Regions from separate parts of the Danio rerio genome. Here region 2 is linked to region 1. Evidence: chromatin contacts called from public Hi-C data. All regions are on one chromosome and are shown on one strand. The core of a region is the stretch at or near the end of the contact, and the rest is flanking DNA. Distances in the headings are between cores, read along the strand shown. Region 1 holds the start of phtf1 (putative homeodomain transcription factor 1). Region 2 overlaps magi1b (membrane associated guanylate kinase, WW and PDZ domain containing 1b).

Region 1 (6,840 bases), core at 1,280-3,779:
TTGACATTAAATTCTGTTTTAGTTTTAATATTATGACATACTGTCTTATGATGTAGTTTTTGGCACACTTTGGTCACCTGAATCGCTTTAAAAGGGTTATTTCACCCAAAACTGAAATTTCTGTCATATACTTTACTTGTCACAAACTTGTTTGAGCTTCTTTCGGAATCCTGTAATCACCGATTACCATACTATTTGTTTTTCCTACTAAAAAAGTCAATGGTTACTGGTTTTTTAACGATTTTCAAAATATCGTATTTTGTGGTTGTTGAAACCGGATCAGATATGGTTGCGGCCAGAAGTTAACGAGAATAATTTATATTATTTATTACATTTCCCATTTACTGTATTTTTATTAATGTTTACCCCTATCCCAACCCTAAACCCAATCATCACACGTAAAAACAGTAGTTGTACTGAGTATTATTTATGGTGTTTATTAACTTGTATTTTATTAACACCTACCCCACCCTGAACCCAACTGTCACAGTACTGTAAAAATATTATTTATAGTTATACAGTGTTACAAAAATGATGCTAGATTGATGTGCGTATTAGCAGCTGTATCTTACGCAGACTTTACCTTGTATTGTGTTCAACAAAACAAAGAAACTCATGAAGCTTTGGAACCATTTGAGTAAACTTAAGATCTCCACTATTAATTGCTACTTTAAATTGGACATATTTATGAATGTAAGAGAAGAATCATTATTACAAACACTGAAGTCTGTAATCAGACTGAACTTCTCTTTTCCTTTTATCATTTGATTCATTTTAATGACACTGACAGCAGCAGATTCATACAGTTCTTTCACTTTAGGAGCTAATGCACTGATAAAACAAGCAGATGCACATCCTGTATTTTCCCAACTCTTCAGTAAAAAAGGTAATATTTGTCATTATTTTAGTTATCATTTGTCAAAAAATGTTGCTAAACTGTGAAAGAGATTCTTTTTAATTATTTGAAAGAAACACTGCTGTAAAGACACTAGTTTTACTGTCTAGAAGAGCATCGTACTATATAACAACGACTAATTTTATTACAAAACAAACAAAGTAAAATACAAACATTTATCAAGCTTAATAGGTTAGGTTTCCTTAACCTATACAATATCATTTTTAAATGTTCATTACAAGCAAATGTTTGGAATTGGTAAATGTTTAAATTTCTTAACCATATATACAGTAATATATATTTCCGTTTTATTTCATAACTGTAAAATTTGATACTCGAAAATATTTTTATTATAAATGTTGAAAACATTAGTGCTGCTTAATATTTCTGTACATTGATTGATACATACACACAAAAAAAATCAGAGCATTGATTTTTAAACAAAAATTTTGCAAAATTATAAATGTCTTAAGTGTCACTTTTGATAAGTTTATTGAATTTTAGCTGAATGAAAAGATTTCTTTAAAAAAATGTTAGTAACATGGTGTTACACACATTACATTTGATTATGGTTAGTTTTATGATTGTAATACTTGCACAATTCTGAATAAGAATAAAATAACACATTGAATATTAAAAAAATGGTTGTCATCTACAGTATTTATTTGACAGTTTCTATTGAATCTGACCTGGTTTACAGCCTGTATCAAGTATACACTCACAAAAATAAAGGTACAAAAGCGGTCATAGGATCTGGATCAGTTCATTTTTGTACATTTAGGTGCCAATATGTACACTAATAACACACCAGTATGGACGCTTTTGCACCTTTATTTCTAAGCAATGACAACAGATTTAGGAGCTAAACCTGTATGGCAACTCACCTCTTACTAGATCGACATCAATGAGATCTGGCTTAATATGGCCAGTCTTTTTAAGTTTGTTTCCAAAGCCCTGTTCAAACGGAAGAGTTTCACAAATCTGATTGCACACATTTTACACAATAGCAACAACAACAAATACATCTATATTTCAAAAACAAATTACCTTAAACTCAGTCTGTTCCAGTGATTTTTCCCAAATCTGTTGATCATAAGCTCCAATCTTTGACAAGAACACGACAGACATTTTAACTCCTTTCTAAAAACAACCTCTGTTTACCTGACAGGTATAGACACACTCACTTTTTTCTGATACCATGCTATTCCTGCCATATTTGAAATACATTAGCTCAGCTCATCTCAGACAGCAGTGTGGTTCACTGGAAATTCCATTCCTCGAAAGAGCAAGACATTCAAGTGTATGTCATTATCGTTGACATTAAAAAGAAAACGCCTGCAAGCAGTATGCTGTACACATAATAGGAAGCGACTCATCAAGAACAAATACAGCGAGCGGGCGTGTTTCAAAAACTAGAACGCCGCCTACCTAGACAGCACACGACAGTTATTGATAAAGTTGCTGTAGTTTTAGGTCTCGTGACGTAATATAATATTAAACTTACCTGAAGCTCAATAAACTGTAGTTTCCTCAGAAGTGCGTGAGGAGTTTTGTCAACATTTTCTGCTGAAGCTGAAACAAACCTCGCCCCCCTTCACCAAAACTATCTGACGCTACATCATCAACAGCTCTGGAAGATGTACAAACAGCCGTCTAAAGTTGTGAGCTGTCTTTATTTGACGTCAAACCAGAAAATCTTTAATTCGGCTCGATCAGGTCGGCCGTTGAAATAAGATGTTGTAAAAGAGAAGTGATTGTTAAAGTTCCCACTCTCATCAACGACGCTGCTGCTGCTGGCAGAGACGACAAGTGTGTGAAGCAAGAGATTACGACACAGCAGCCGCAAATGGCGGAAGTACATGGCGTACAAAATAAACTGCGGTAAAAGTGTGGAATATTTAACAAAACAAACAACAAATAAATATAAAACAGACAACAATAAAAAGATAATTTAATAAACCATGCAACAAAAAGGCAAAAAAGAACAAAATCCAAAAAAAAAAAATGCATTGTTCTTTGGTTGTGGTTGTTGTGGACAGCTTATTCACAAACATTCATATTCTTTACATTCTATTCACTGGTCAGATCTCTGGCGTTTTTATCTATAAGAGTATTTTACATTTATTAACATAAAACATTTTATTAAAATTAAATTGAATAGAATAACAATATTGCACATGATTTTTCCTAATGAAACAAAATCATATTGTTTTTTTAATGTATGTGCAGGGCAGTGATGGACCTACAAGTGTCGTTTGAAAGTGGAATTGTATTTACCTTGTGTTTACAATAGCAAAAATAACATTGAGGAGACAGCAGTTTAATTGATTAGTTAAAATTGATTTTGATTTGATTGATTGATTAATTAAAATTTCCACAAATATCAAGTTAAAAACACCCGGTAGGTGGCGGCAGAACACTCTTAATTCATTCAAATAGAAAAAAGAACCAAACAAATGTGTATGGATCAGGGAATAATTAATGACACTGATTTCATTTATAGATGACAAACATACCGGGTTATATAGGAAGATTTAATAAAGACTTTTACTCTGCTGGACCTTTTTCATATTTAATCGATAATATAAATTTATATTCATTCAAAGTAGAACATTAACCCATTTGTGCTCAAATCGTTAAAATTGTTTTCATGCAGATATCCTTGTTAACATTGTTAGTGTCAAACAGCCTAACCATGTAAAAAAGCTGCAGTAGGCAATACCTATGTCTGTATGGACAGCTGGGCTTAAGGTAGGAACTGAATTTGTTCGTAGTTTTGTGTTTTTCTGTAGTGATTCTGCATTTTAACAGCGATGTTCATTATTCTCTGTGTTATTTTAAATCTTTGTGGGAAAGAGACCAGTAGGAGAAGTTAATTTTACAATTTTGCTGTGTTTCAACTTGTGTATAAAAAGTCTACTTTAAAGTAAAGATATTAGTTAAAGGGTTATTTTTTAAAGGGGTTATTATGAAAGCAAAAAAAAAACAAAAAAAAAACTAAACATTAAACTAGGCCAATAACCTTAATTTATTAACTTATTAACTCTATTCTCTAATTCGTCATCATTTACTTACAAGGTATTTGCCCTCCGGCAACCATGGTTGCCGCTTGAACATGTCAAACTATGCACAAAGATATCTCTTGAAAGACTTGTTTTGTTTGGATCCTAGAGACCTTTATGATTCTATTGATTCATTCATTCATTCATTCATTTTCTTTTCGGCTTAGTCCCTTTATTAATCCGGGGTCGCCACAGCAGAATTAACCGCCAACTTATCCAGCATATGTTTTACGCAGCGAATGCCCTTCCAGCAGCAACCCATCACTGGGAAACCCATGCACACACGCATACATACACTATGGACAGTTTAGCCTACCCAATTCACCTGTACCACATGTCTTTGGACTGTGGGGGAAACCGGAGCACCAAAGAAAACCCACGCGAACACAGGGAAAACATGCAAACTCCACTCAAAAACGCCAATTGACCCAGCCGAGGCTAGAACCAGCGACCCAAGGACTTTCTTGCTGTGAGGCGACACCTACTGCATCACTGCATCGCCTATGTTAATTTATATATTTGTAAATAAAAAATATTTTTATTAACATAAAAATTGCTGTTTATGAAGGTTTGCCATTTTGCATCCTGGAATTAGAGGTAGGAAGTTGAAGGCCTCATGTGACAGCAAGTAAACCAATTGCTTTTTTTCTGTCCTGAAATCTTTTATTTGGTTATTTGCTTGCATGTCATTGAGAAATTAAACATAGATAACATGTGAAAAATTACTTAAAAGGAAAATGGTAACTATGAGCTTCTGCAACTATAGTTGCCGGTAGACTTAAAAGGGTTAATTAGTAAGGAAACAATAAACTGGATTAATAAGTGATTAATAAGTTTCCTTTTAGAAACAAAACTTACTCCTATTCCTAATAACTTGAAAAAAGTAATCATTTCGAAACTCAGAAAACAGTTCAGCAATGGCACAAGAAAGAGAAACATTTGGACACAAGCCCAATAATTTAATAGTCTTAAATCTCAACATGCAAGGTTAGTGTTTTCAGTTTGTTTTGAATTATTCTGAGAAGTATCCCATTCAAAGGTAAAACAGAACTACCGAAACACTTCTAGGCGGAAAGGTGGAAGTGAAGTGAAGTGAAGTGACGTCATGGTGAAAAGGGTCTATTGTTTCAAGAGTGCATTTCAAGTATTTTATTTATGTTAGTTTAAAAAACTGTGACCATTCCACAGGTGAGTTAATTTTCAGTACACGTAAACGCAGAAAATTAAATGCACACACATTAGCGATTGCACCAATTGCAATTTTCTAGGCCTAATCCGGCTTTTAGTAATTTTGATATGCTCATATTGATTTTTTGCTGAAAACCGTACTACTGCTACTAGGCTAGTACTACCACAAATAATATAACACAAGATAAATCATAATAAAAACTGAACATCACAGTTTCCCCCAAACTACATTATCAACAACAACAAATTTAGTGTTTTCCAGTCTATAATTTCACTTATTTCTCATTTCAAAAAAGTGTAGCTGAGCATATTATTGTTTTATAGATTGTCCTATTTATTTTTTTATTTAATTTTATCTAGTATTTGCTAATAACCTCAACATCACTCATGTTTTTTCTCTAAACACAATTATGATTGATTTCCTCACTCAATAACATAAAAAATAGTTTGAAAAAAACAGTTTGATATGACTTAAATGACATTTTAAACCAATTATCTGAACAAATTAACTGGTCAAAAGTCTTACTGTCAGTCAAAATGAGCTAAAGTGCAAGGAAACATGTACAGCAGGGTGTGAAATAACTGAAATTATTAGTAAGCAGAACTGTAATACAGCCAAGACCTGCCTGGAACTACTTTAGCCATTTATCGGTAAATAATTGCTTGCCTTAGAAAGTTTTTCAGCCAATCAGAATCAAGCATTCAACAGTCCCCTTATAAGTAAAGAATAATTGGTGATAGATCAATGAAGTTATAATGCACTAGGGACTAACTGACCCAAATTTATAAAAGTTCCTTTATACTTTAATTGAAACAACAAAATGTAAGAAAGAAAGGAACAACGTGTTAAATAAGCTATCCAATCAAAAGATAAATGTAATGCATGAAATATGTCATACTTTTAAGTACATCTAAATCACACAATTGAGGTTAAGTAATCAGTTATATTTAATATACTTAAATTACACTATCCTGTATAAGTGGTATTTTAAGCATATTCAGAGAAGCACACTTCAGGTAAACTGAGTATTTATTTTGTTTTAAAGAAGTATACTTATAGCAAACTTAAACTTATAAGGGTTTAAAATTGTTGGACTAAAATAATATTTTTCAGAGTGCATTAAACTATAAAATGCATTTGTAAATTTGTTTTAAGGCCATTTTTAACATATAATATGATTCAAAGGCATTCAAATGCCATTTCAAGTTAAATAAGTTAAGGCAAATAAATAACATTCTAAGTCTTAAAATAGAAAAGCAGTTGAAATAATTATGTTCCCTCTGTAACATTTTTACATAAATTTCTATTCATTAATTCTATTTCCTTCGGCTTAGTCCTTTTATTCATTATTATTATTATTATTAATTGAATAAACTAAATTGGCCGTAGTGTATATGTGTGAATAAGTGTGTATGGATGTTTCCCAGTACTGGGTTGCAGCTGGAAGGGCATCCGGCATATGCTGTAAAACATATGATGAATAAAAAGCAGAATGATGTGAAATACTTTTTCTGTATAAAGAAACTGTACATGCCTGTTCTTGTTGATAAAACATTTAAAAAAAAGAAAAAAAAGAAAAGAAATGAATAAATAGTAAGAAATCACAAAAGACTGTGATTGGTCAATAACAATACGCGCTGAAAAACAGTTCCGTTGCCATTTTCAAGTAGTGACAAAAATGCGCTGTCCGTTTT
Region 2 (6,840 bases), core at 2,050-4,549, 130 kb after region 1:
GCCAATATTAGGGGTGTCTTAAACAATATACAACAGTCCAGTTATAGTGGTAAGTGTACAATCAGCACTGTGTTTAGATGTATGTGTGACGCAGGTGATCTGTGCGCTCATGCGTTGTGTCTTTGTCTGAATGAGTGCAGGTTTTCGGATCTGACAGATTGCGAAGCCCCTTGAGGTTTTGTGGCGGTAACAGACTCTGCACATATGGGCGCTTGATATTTTAAGCATGAAAATTAAGGAAAAAATGTTATTTGGAAGGCAACGCATTAAAATTGCATGTGCTTCACATTCCCTTGGCTATCATAGGGGAGGTTTTCAGTGTTTTTGTTTTCTAACTACTTTTTTTATTGTAGCCTTGAAACTGTTTTATATAGGACAAGTGTGTCATGCTGTTTTTGTTTAATCTAATAATTTATTTAAAAATCAGTTACAATGCAATACATATTTATTTTAATGTATTTTTTTGCTGATGAGAACATCTATTATTAATATATTGATTTGTTGTGTTTTGACTTTTTTTACTGTTTATAAAAGCCTTTTTTTACATTTAAATGCCATGGTCACTTTTGTTTTGTATTTTATTTGCATTTATATATGTGTGTGCATGTAGTTTAATTTTTGTTTAGTTTTGTGTTTTGCTTCAGTGTTTTGTTTTTTTATTGTTCTTTTATTTGTTTTGATTTATTGTTTCTTTTTTATCTTTTATCTTTTATTTAGTGTTTTGTTTTATTTATTGATTAATTGATTAATTATATTTTACTTAATTGTTATTTTTTGTTTGTGTGTCTTTAATTTGTTTTGTTTTATTTCTTTGTGTTTTTTTTAGTTTTTGAAGATTTAGTTTTTGTGTAGCTTTGTTCTGTTTTTATTTGTCTTGCTGTGTTTTGTCTTATTTTGGTAGTTTTGTTTAGTTTTAGTTTTGTTTTTATGGTTATTTATATTTTGTTGTGTTTATAAAACATTTTTTTCATTTCATTTATTAATTTACTTTTATTTTAAAAACAAAATTTGTATTGCATATATTTACTCCTAATGGCACTACTTAACACATTCAATGCATTTTTTTTCATATATTTTCAAAAAATATTATTTTAAAAAATAAAAGATTTTTGAATACTAACTCATCTTTATTTTTTGAAGTATGCCATCAAATATTTCAGATTCTCATTAAACACTTTTTTTTTATTTTTTATAATGAAACCAAAATTAAGTGTAGTAGTGTAACAGGGTTATGTTTGTTTGATTGTTTATTTTCTCTTGTAAACCAACAGTGCTGTATAGTGTAAATCAGGAATTCCCAAACTTTTCAGACTGCAACCCTCAAAATAACAATGCCAGTGACTCGCCACTCCCAATATCTGAGGTGGTATATAAACCTTGCACACAGCTCTGCAGCATCAAGTTACCTTACAATTTTAAGTTGTCAACTTTTTTACAGTGTTGTTTCTTTTTTATGGTAAGTTTTAAGCTTTTCTTTTAGTATTTTGTTCTGTTTTATTTGACTTAATTTTTGTTTTGTTCTCTTTTATTTATATGTTTAATTATTTCTGTGTTATGTCTGTCTTGTTGTTGTTGCTTTTGTTTTGGTATGTTTATAAAATCTTTTCACCTTCATATGCCACAGTTTTATTTTTTTACTCTGATCTCTTATTTAAAGATCTCCTTCTCTCCTCATGCTCATTGGATTCATGATTTGTTCTAGGCTCATTTTGTTGGTTCATAAAGACAAGTTTAAAACCTATTTTAAAACTTATTTTTTTAAGTTTAAAACCTATTTAACATCACCTATACCCTGCTGTATTACTGTATCAATATTACGTAGCACATAGTTTGCACAGGATCAGGGCTGCATGTGGGCCACTGTTAGATTAGTGTGTCAAAGACTTGTTTGGGAAGTTGCCTAAGCCTATGTTTATGATGTGCATGTATATAGTGTCTCTCTCTATCTCTCTCTCTCTCTCTTTCTCTCTCTCTGCTTGTGAATGTAGTTAAATGACGGGGCCGCTTGAGTGAGTTATCGTGCTAAATATAGATTCAGGCAGATGTGGCCTGATGTGGAGAACTTCACCTTCACCGGTCTGTGACTCAGCATCAGCATCAGCGCTGCTCAAACTGGGTCATGGACATCAGCTCCAGGGTCGGAGCGGCCCGAGAGCAGAGAATCACAGGAAAACGCCAGGACGGATGAAGGAAAAGTCTGGAGGTGATAGCAGTAGTCCCAGATGTAGAAGTGTTTGATGGAGCTGTGGGGCATGACAGTGGTGAAGGAGAGTTCTTATCTACGATATTATCATCACAATTTATTTATGCTATACTACATATATTTTTTTATTTATTTATTTGACTACAAACAGCTTCTCTTAGGTTGTGAAATATGCACACAGGATGGATAAAACCTATCCTGTCTACTGTCATTCCAAAGTAGTATTAAATAAAATAAAATAAAATAAAATAAAATAAAATAAAATAAAATAAATTTTTTATTTTATTTTTAATTTAATATAGTATAATTTAATGAAATTTTTATTTATTTATTTCTATTTTATTTTACATTTAATTTATTTTAAAAATAATTTAATTAAATTTTAAATATCATTTTCATTTAACTTTTCGATTTATTTTAGTTTAGTTTTAATACTTTTATATATTTATCTTGCATTTAAATTTTTTTTTAAACTTTTTTTTTATTGTATTTTTATTTTGAATAACTTAATATCTGGAAAGTGTTTGCTTTTGCTGTATTTTTTCCAGCTACGTTCATCACTCTATTTACTTTTATTGTCATTAATTTATTAGAAGGCTTTTCTTAGTTTTTTTGTTATTATTATCATATTTATTATTGTTATTATTATTATTATTATTATTATTATTATTATTATTATTAATCATTTTATGTCATAAATAACAGATTTATTATTATTATGTTCATTTATAATAATAATAATAATAATGATAATAATAATAATAATAATAATAATAATAATAATAAAAATAATAATAACAATAATAATAATAATCTGTTTGCCTATTTATTTGAGTAAAAAATCATTGTTTTATTTCAAATTTAGTTTTGTAATTTTAGTTTTATATATATTTTATAATTAAAGTGTTATTTGATTTTATTATTATTAGTAGTAGTATTATTATTATAACTCAATCCATTTTATTGTACATATCAGAAACATTTAACATAGGTCATCATGCATATTTTTATGTCAGAAGCTCATACACTAACCATCTGTGTGAGGAATTAAATCAGGTGATAAATGCATGTAGCCAGTGTTCAGTGTCTCCCCCTAGTGTTGCTGTTGCTCTGCTGCAGCTCTGCTCTCTCAGTCAGATCAGATCAGATCTGCTCTCCTTCAGGGCTCCACGTGCTTCATTTGGTTACAGTGAAGCATCAGCAGAATGAGAAATCAATGGTGAAATCAAAGGCTGCTCTGCTGGTGGTGCTGTAATGTCTGCCATGTTGACTCCTGAGTGAACTTGCTGGGGGGGCTGTTTTTCCCTGCAGGGGCTCAGGGTCGGGCTTTCAGCAAACACAGCGGTGGCGTCACATGAAGGAGGAGAAAACACCGGGATGAGGGACTGAGGGAATGAATGAAGTCAGGAGACAGAAATGTGCTGAGGAAGCTGAGGGGAAGGAAGGAGAGTGAGGAGGTGAAGGGTTTACAGCGGTGTACTAAAAAGTTCAGGGCTCTTTTGTGTTTTGGTTTGAATGAAAAGAGCTTTTTGGGAGGAGAAGATGCCGTATGTGGAGCTAACAGTTGTGTTTGAGATATTTGGTTATTAAGTATTGTTCATTGAATTGAATTAATCCAAGAAATCTATCTATTTATTTTCGTTAATTATTTATTTTTTTATTTTTTTATGAAAAGTGACATTTAACTTAGGCCTGGGGAATTAATAATTTGGGGGGAATTCATAATTTTATGTATATGTTTATATTTTATTTTTATGTACTTTTTATTTCAAATAATTGTCAAATTATTTGAATTAATATTTATAAATAATTTTGTATAAACCAAAATGTACATGTTTACCATACTTTTTTATTTTTTATAACAAAATAATATAAATATTCTAAAATAATATAATATATGAAATAATGTATTCTGTTTATTTTATTAAAATAATATATATTATATTTAAATTAGGGATGCTCATATTAACTTTTTAACCAATAACCAAAAGGATGCATTTTTAACTAATTAATGGTTAAAATTTATTATTATTTTTGACCCGATCTGGCAAAATAAGTTTGAAATGCACTGTTCTATTTTAAGATACAGGCTGATAAAGTGAAAAAACAATGAAAAAAAATCCTGTTGAAAACACTGCAGGAGAAAGAAGATTTGATGATGTTCGGTTGTTTAGATGTTTTGTGTTGTTCTGTGCTACAATTCAATATTTTAAAATGCAATAGGCCTATTTAATGTGTTAGACACACAATACACACATCAGTTATTTATTAATTAATTAATTTATTAGGTTAATGGTTAATATTCAGTTAATGAGCGGCCACTGTCGGTTGGGAAAATTAACCGAAACGAGCATCCCTAATTTAAATTTAATCTAATTTAAATTTAATTACTGCACATTAATTAAATGTATTTATTTTTAATTTACATACATTTTATTTGTTGCATTGTTTTATTATAATTTTTATTTAAATCATTTGTTTTGAATAATTTAGTTAGTTGTTCTATATTATATATCTTTGTTATTTTAATATTATTATTAATTTTAATATCCCTTTACTTTTTTGTTTGACTTTTTTGCATTATTTGCTATTTACTTTCTCTTTATTTACATTTTTATTGATTTATTTTTATTTTTTTTATTTTGTGTCTTAGACTTCTTTGCATATAACATGGACAACTCTGTAGCTACTGTTCTTGATCAAGTTAAAGCAGAACTCATTTTTTAATTCAAGCTAGAGCTGGAGATTATACCAAAATCTTTATAAAATCTTTATTTTTTTTCAGATAACAGTTGTTATTGTTGTAGACTAATGCAAATTTTGTGCATATATATTCATTCATTCATTTATTTTCTTGTCGGCTTAGTCCCTTTATTAATCTGGGGTCGCCACAGCGGAATGAACCGCCAACTTATCCAGCAAGTTTTTACGCAGCGGATGCCCTTCCAGCTGCAACCCATCTCTGGGAAACATCCATACATACACACACACTCATACACTACGGACAATTTAGCCTACCCAATTCACCTGTACCGCATGTCTTTGGACTGTGGGGGAAACCGGAGTACCCGGAGGAAACCCATGCGAACGCAGGGAGAACATGGAAACTCCACACAGAAACGCCAACTGAGCCGAGGATCGAACCAGCGACCTTCTTGCTGTGAGGCGACAGCACTACCGTCGCCTGCATATATATATATATATATATATATATATATATATATATATATATATATATATATATATATATATATATATATATATATATTTATATCAGGGGATATATATATATATATATCAGATATAGATATATATATATATATATCAGGGGCGTAGATTTAGGGTGGACGGTGGACGGATATGTATGTGTATGTGTATGTATATATATACATATATATATATATATATATACATATATATATATATATATATAAAGGCACGTGCACACATAGGGCTCATCCTGTGCAGTGCACATGCCCTTTTTAGTCTTGGATAGAAAGTGCCCCTCCAAAATGATCAAAAGTGCCCCCGCGACGCGGCACACCTTCGGTCCCACCCTTCAGTAGGCGCGCGACAACACCGCTCTTGAGTACGCGCGCGACAACACCGCTCTTGAGTACGCGCGCGATAACACCGCTCTTCAGTACGCGCGCGATAACACCGCTCTTCAGTACGCGCGCATCCACTCTGCAGATCTGCAGATCCTGCAGCATATATAAACAATATTCATTCTTGGTGGGGGTGTGGGGGGATTTTATTCAGTCATTCCCAGTCCCCACCAATATATATATATATATATATATATATATATATATATATATATATATATATATATATATATATATATATATATACTGCCTCAGGTTAGTACATGAATTAAAGAAGTTTGTTTACTGTAAAGAAGCACCAGTGTTTGACAGTCACATCCCTGGGCAATGCATTGATGCTGGTTGTGTTAAATCAGCTTTGGTGTGTCCTGAAAGAGCCAGACTTCCGAAAGATTTAAGTCGGTTTGTCCTAATGAGCAAATATTTGTAGGAGGACAAACAATGATGCTAAGCTGCTTTAACAGCCATTTCTATCAAGCACTGAATGCAGTCTAGCAGTGTTAATAGGCTGTGCTGTTTAATTGTGTTACTTCACGGCAGCTCTTAATGCTGCACTCATAATCTTTCACAAAACTCGCTTCCGCAGCAGTTTCATGTGCTGGACTGTATATATGAAGCATATAATGATAAGGAATTGTGCTAGATGTATTTAAATATATTTTCCAAGTGTTTAATGGAAAGACAATTTTTTTCAACACATTTTAAATATGATAAGTTCGGAAGTAATTTCTAATAACTAATTTATTGTGTCTTTACAATGTAAAAGGCTTATCTATAAGTTATTATGTCAACTGCAGGTGAAAAATATCAGTTTTTGTTAAACATTGGCACATTACATATTTCCTTTTTAAGGTCAATGTATTGTCGTGCATGTCCCTGTAAATTTAAATAAATATTTGGGTAACATGTGGATTGTTCTGTAGATAACAACAAAAAATATAAGGGAGCAAATAATATTAATCATAAATTGTTTTTGAAAAATGTAAATGCTTTTATTTCAGCCAAAGTAAAAAATTATATGAAATGCTG

The links. Hi-C and Micro-C count contacts between places; a contact is called where the count stands out from the background.
Region 2: a Hi-C map of embryo shows a contact between it and region 1, with 3 times the contacts expected there. The contact joins the enhancer-like site here to the promoter of phtf1 in region 1. A contact is called at or near these places in 9 of 18 Hi-C or Micro-C datasets (caudal fin, embryo, hematopoietic stem cells and 2 more) and 3 of 4 datasets of contacts at active chromatin or transcription factors (caudal fin, embryo and gastrula embryo).

What each region holds. Positions count from the first base shown.
Region 1 is chr11:20,909,572-20,916,411 of GRCz12tu, forward strand. phtf1 (putative homeodomain transcription factor 1) reads right to left here and starts at 2,530. Exons shown (of 17, transcript NM_001114429.1): 1 at 2,400-2,530; 2 at 2,080-2,171; 3 at 1,943-1,999; 4 at 1,780-1,849. The coding sequence starts at 2,109.
Region 2 is chr11:21,040,837-21,047,676 of GRCz12tu, forward strand. All of the region lies in intron 1 of magi1b (membrane associated guanylate kinase, WW and PDZ domain containing 1b), which reads left to right. Among named protein-coding and RNA genes, the nearest start is that of magi1b, 78 kb to the left of the region's middle. Within about 2 kb of position 3,300, at least 11 of the 62 cell types and tissues checked have an H3K27ac peak or open chromatin away from gene starts, as enhancers often do.